Regions from separate parts of the Sus scrofa genome. Here region 1 is linked to region 2. The links are chromatin contacts, called in public Hi-C maps. All regions are on one chromosome and are shown on one strand. Each heading gives the region's core, a stretch centred on a gene start, on an enhancer-like site or on the middle of the called end of the contact. The rest is flanking DNA. Distances are from core to core; before and after follow the strand shown. Region 1 has its middle 8.0 kb from the start of TRNAK-UUU. Region 2 overlaps LOC102165006 (a long non-coding RNA gene).

The links. Hi-C and Micro-C count contacts between places; a contact is called where the count stands out from the background.
Region 1: a Hi-C map of omental adipose tissue shows a contact between it and region 2, with 3 times the contacts expected there. The contact joins two enhancer-like sites. A contact is called at or near these places in 2 of 5 promoter capture datasets (fetal skeletal muscle and liver), 23 of 47 Hi-C or Micro-C datasets (alveolar macrophages, brain, embryonic fibroblasts and 13 more) and 1 of 2 datasets of contacts at active chromatin or transcription factors (skeletal muscle).

Annotation. Positions count from the first base shown.
Region 1 is chr18:47,046,704-47,049,570 of Sscrofa11.1, forward strand. No RefSeq gene overlaps it. Among named protein-coding and RNA genes, the nearest start is that of TRNAK-UUU, 8.0 kb to the right of the region's middle. Within about 2 kb of position 1,343, at least 5 of the 83 cell types and tissues checked have an H3K27ac peak or open chromatin away from gene starts, as enhancers often do. A contact at or near this core is called in omental adipose tissue, where this site is marked.
Region 2 is chr18:46,924,652-46,927,411 of Sscrofa11.1, forward strand. The region is part of intron 1 of LOC102165006 (a long non-coding RNA gene); the gene reads right to left. Among named protein-coding and RNA genes, the nearest start is that of TRNAK-UUU, 130 kb to the right of the region's middle. Within about 2 kb of position 1,265, at least 12 of the 83 cell types and tissues checked have an H3K27ac peak or open chromatin away from gene starts, as enhancers often do. A contact at or near this core is called in omental adipose tissue, where this site is marked.

The DNA.
Region 1 (2,867 bases), core at 93-2,592, 120 kb after region 2:
ACGTGAGGTCAGAGGTAGAGGCCAAAGGTACAGGTTTAAACGACACCCAAGGAAACAAAGAAGAGAAAGCAGCATCACAAGTTCCTTAAGAAACAAACCCACACTCTAAGGCGGTGGTAGGACAGTACTGATCCCTAGAGCAGTGGCATCCTTGATGTGTAATATAGAGACCACGTGGTAGACAGTTTTTGGTGCTGGGTGCCCAGAATCACTTCCCATATGCTTTCTGTAATGGAAGCTACCCTTTCCTGCAGAAAGCCCATTCCCTGTGGTTCGGGCAGAGCTAACCTCATCCATCCCTGGCTCTGGGGTGGGCACGTGACTCTGACCGAACTTCACTTTCCCTCCTGGTGTGCGGGGGTCCCCAACATGGTTGATGGTAAGTCTTGGGCATCTGTGAGCCATGCTGCTCACCTGGCTGAAGAATGAACACGTACAAGAGTGAAAAGCAGAGACGGGCAACAATATCACCTGATCCCTAAAGCAAGAGACACGCCAGAGTTCCCTTTAAAGGAAGTCTGAATCAGGTGTCTGCGTCTGCAGCTGAAGGAGTCCTCCCTCTTAGAGGCCAGTGTGCATCATCCCAAGCACAGAAAGCACGTGGAAGATGCTTGGGGCTGGGTTTGCAGCGTGGGCCCGACACCACGTCTACTGGGGATTCCGCACAATTCTCTATGTGGCCACCGCATTTTTACATTGAGCTTTTTTCTTTTCCACAACAGAAGATAAGTCTATGTTTCCAGTTATCTGCTGTTATCTTTTCTGCTCCTCTTGGTTCGTATCTTTTCACACCCACACTCAACCTTCTGGCTGAGGCGAAGGGGGGTTGGGGCTGGTCCTGGAACAGCACTGGACCAACCACGTGAAGACCCCTCGCCACAAGATGCTGGAAGCCATGCTCTGGACACCCAGGGAAGACCACCAGACCGGAACTCCTCGTCACCTAAGAGGGCAGCATAGGCCTCACCTCCCTTGGGTTTAGCTCCCCCTAAACCTAAAGCAGAGATGGAGCTCTGCTTCATCCCGGACCCTGCGGGTCCCATGATGGCCCTGAACAGTGAGTGTGAAGACGTTCCCTGTCAAGAGAACAAGGGCAAAGGAAAACAAGCGGAAAGAAGGGTAGTTGTTCAGAGGTAAAGAGCAAGGGAGAGGAGGAAATGTTTGATCTCGTACATGGATACAGCCTTTGCGTTCTCCAAATAATCACTTTTGGTTTACATTTTTTCTCAAAGGGCTTTAGGACTTGAAGGTTAGTAAGAATGGGCAATAAAATTAGGTAGGAACAACAAACGAGGCTATAAGGGGACGGAGCCAAGTAAGCCAAAGCCTTAGCACTCACACTTAGCTGCAAAAAAACAGACCTCACAAGTTCTGTCAACCCTTCTCTACCTAAGAGAACGTCTCCCCTAACACCCATTAACTGAGAGAGGGCATCTCAAAGACTGAGGCAAAGCCTTTGATTTTCAGATAAGAGATCTCATCGGCTTCCAGAGGAAATTCTACATGTCCCAATAGTTCTTCCTGACTGGAACTTCTCCTCAGTCTGTATTCCAGAAAAGTTTGAATCATGTTTCTGCCAGGTACAAATTAACAGCCCTGACAAAGACCATGTCAGAGATTTCATTTTAACACACTATTAAGCCAAGAATGCGGTGGCCAAACTGGAGAGGATGGCTGGTCCTCTCCCAGCTTTCCACCACTGCAAAGACAAAAACTGATAGTAAATCATTCTTTATCATCAGTTCAGTTTTTTAAGAACAAGAACTCATTTTAGCAGGGCTTTCTTTTTTTTCTTCATAACATTTAGCTTCATAACATTGACGTACAACTTACAAAATAGAGGGAGAAAATGGAAACCACACCTGGAAATAATCATTTCCCAGTCTCTGTAATGAATTATAATGTTAAAGGGGCAGTCAATTAAATCAGTGTGATAGTGTTTCATAAAAAGTTACGTAAATCTTAAATGGAGGTAATGCGTTTATCATTATACGTAGGGATGAGGAGGTGGTGGGACCCAAAACCCTGCTACACAAACAGTAGTTTTGCTTCATTTCTTCTTGTGTCACCAAATCTAAGAGACAATTTGAATAAAACTGCTACCTTGCATACTCGCATAAATTGAGTTTTACTGCTAACTGGGTCATACTGAAAAGCATGAGATTAATGGAGCCAAACTTCCACAATGATTCGATCAATTTGATATCCCTTTATTTTCTAATTTTTTTGGAAGAGCAAAGTGGCATTTTCCTCAGTCTTTACTCAACCAGTTGATAGTGGAAAGTTCTTATTATTCCTTTTAAACTCGCAAATGGGATTTTTTATCCCAAAGGCTCAATCACCATTTCAAAGAGAAGATTTTTATTTTTAAGCGCTTCTGTTTTTAATTGGCTACTTAGGAAGTCTATTTTGGAAAACGTACATTCTCATTGGAGTTAACTCAATCTATGTGGTTCAAAAAGGGCAAATTCTACCAGAAGGAAACGAGCGTGAACATCAGAAGGCAGTTATCTGGGATAATAATACTTAACAACTTGAGGAGGGGGAGGAAGTAGTCCTTTAATATCTCAGTTCAGACTTCCTTTTGTTATCACTATGCTAGTCGTAGTATGTTCAGAAGCAATCAGACGCAAGCGACAATTGCTTTTTAAGCACCACGGAACCAGCTGCAGTAATTTGGTTGCTTCCAACCATTCTCCAAATAAAAATATTCCTTTAACACAAAGGCTCAGAATTTATGAAAATTTTTTTGAAACTGACATTTCCATGTGCTCTATTTCCTTGCACTAAAAATGTAAGAAAAGCAAAAAACTGCAAAGGAGCTGGAAGAAATAAGCAGCATTTTCCAACCTTTTGAAATGCCTAGC
Region 2 (2,760 bases), core at 15-2,514:
CTGAAGATTCTGAATCAGCAGGTGTCAGGATTTCTGCAGAATGTACCCCAGGCCACATCTCATGTGACTCTCTGTTTAGGAGGGGGCTGGGGATAAGGTGGGCAGAGACCTCGTACCCACCGTAGCACTCAACAGAATAAATAGAACCAAGCAATAAAAACCAGTGGCATGGCAGCTAGGGACCTACAACCCGAAACTGAACGGGTATGAAGGAGGAGCAGAGATTTTAAGGTTTTAAAGCAGAATCTGAAAATCACCCTCAAAGGGAGTGCAGGCATTCCTGCGAAGAGCGGGTGATACGTAAGGACAGGACTTGAGGATGATTCAGCTGCCTGCGGGGCATCCCAGCACGTTTCTCTGAGGAGTAAAGATGGAGGTTACTTGTTGGGCAGGCGGTAATTTAAATATAACTGAAATTATAAGGGAGATTTAGACAACACAGGAAAATCACAGAATTATGAATCAGAGAGCATTGAGGTTTTATTCATCAGTGTTCAGTTCACATTCATCCCAACTGAATGAGACAATCAGATAAATCTAACGGTTAGAAATATCTTCCTTTAGGTTTTTCAAATTTGGGTTCCTTTCAGCTTTTGCGCAGCCAGGATTATTCAGAGCAACTCGGATCTTTCTAAGCGGCAGCCCTTCAAATGCTTAAAAACTGGTCCCTCCAGTTTCCCTCGGAATAAACACCGCCAGGTTTTTAGTGTTTCCATGGACCCTGCTGCCGACCTTCACCCTCTGCTCTAGTCTCTTCACAGTGGCCTTCTTTAAATAGGTGTCCAATGAGAACTTCCAAAAAGACAGGCTCTGATAAAGCCAAGCCGCACCTCATGAGCATTCCACAACCATCGCCAAGTATGTCACCTCTCAGCAGAATTCACCTGTCTCTCCGGTCTCCCTGTGATGAGATTTGAATTTGTAGCCCATTTCCTTTACAAAATTCCAAATGCATCAACCACATAATCCATTCTCACCACATTCTCATAAGGAAATGTTTGCTGCCACCATTTTTCAGGGGTGAGTGGAGATGGAACAGAGTAGAAATTGGAGAAAAAAGGTGGGAGATAATGCACCTGGCTGACACTGCTAGCCAATGGCCAAGGAATTAATAACACACAGTCCTCCCAACTTCTTGCCCAAGAGGACTGATTTTTTCCCTTAAATGAGACCACACTGCCTGTAAAGAGAGTCGAGCAACTGAAGGTCAGAGGGAGAGAAGCTGTACGTGCCCTGAACCCCTAGGGAGCCTTGCCCTCGCCCCCTGGGTGCAGGGATCTCTCGGCTCACCCAGCAAACATTTAGCGCCTGCCTCCCAGCGGGGTCAGGGAGAGAGCACCCCAGCAAGGGGTATCTGGCCACCAGGTGTCTGTTTTATTTGCCAATTCCTTTCAGCAGCAGCCAGGACGTGAGCTATGCCCTTGATGGGCATAAATGAACAGCGTACGTGCTATCATTCATTAGGGAAGAAGGGGGCAGCTTGTGCTTTGGAAAGCATGGGGTTTTGCCCAATGGGTGAGGATAAGAACTGTGAGCAATGAGAGAGGGCCTCAGACACGGGCCAGACAGAGGCCAAACACCTGGCAGGGTTAGTACACTGCCAATGATTTGATTCCAGTGCAGGCTGCGTATTTCACATCAAACCTAAGAGGCCGGGCAGTGGCTGGGTAAAAAATTGCACTGACTCACACCCCAACTCTCTCTCTCTCTCACACACACACACACACCGCACACAATGAAAGTTTCCTTCTCAGAGGAAAAGAGCGGTTATCAATCTCATGGAAGTCTCCCACCCTGGAGGAACGTCACCACCCAAGAAGGGCAGATGTCTGCTGCCCATATGGTGCCTGGGTGACTGGCCACTCTCCTCACAGCTCCTGGCATCTGAGTGACTGGCCTGAACCCTGCTGGGTCCTTCAGCCGCCCTTCCTGGGTCGTGGGGCGCAAGCTGCAAAGGGGTGACTTTCCACACTGGGCTCTCAGCTGAAACTTATCCCCCCGACACACACCCACACACACCCACACCCACACCCACCCACACACACACACCCTCCCCGCTCCCTTAGTTATGATGGCTCTCTCAGGACAGCCTGCATCTTAGCTGAATGTAATGAAAGAAAGTTGGCCCCAGAGGTGCCTCTGAATGTCTCGCCCAGAACGAGAAAAAACTTTTTGGCAGAACTTCCAAGCTACAAGCAAACTCCGAACGCGATTTGGCAGATCACAAACAATTAGGTGACTGCACTCCATGAGCAGCCCCTGGGGACGGGGAGGCCAGGCTGTCCGCCAGATTTCTGGTAGATGTTGCTTTGGTTGGAAGTAGGATGCTTTTCCTTCTGTGTCCCCAGACCTCAAGGAGGCTAGAAGGAACACCAGGACTTCTTATTTGGGGCAAATTGAGTTGTCAGTGTTTACTGAAGAGCTTCAGCTGACAACCACAGTAAGACTAGCAGGTCCGCTGAATCCATGTGAATTGTCTGTTGGGAGCGAGGCATATTTGTGCCAGAAGGAAAAGGGCCTCCCCGCCCCCCTTCCCTTTTGCTCCAAATGTATAGAAGTTCTGAGGCCTGGTGGTTGGTCAGCTCTCCTCCCATGAGAGAGAAGTGAGCCGCCTGTTCTGTGGGTCTGGTGCCTGCCTCCAAGTCACAGGGAATCAAGTCCAAAAGGGAGTGACTTCTTCTGACTTGAGGCCACAGGAATGACCCACGGCTTCCACGAGGGCTCCTTCCCATCAGGGGGGGTGGGAGGAGGCCGTCGGCC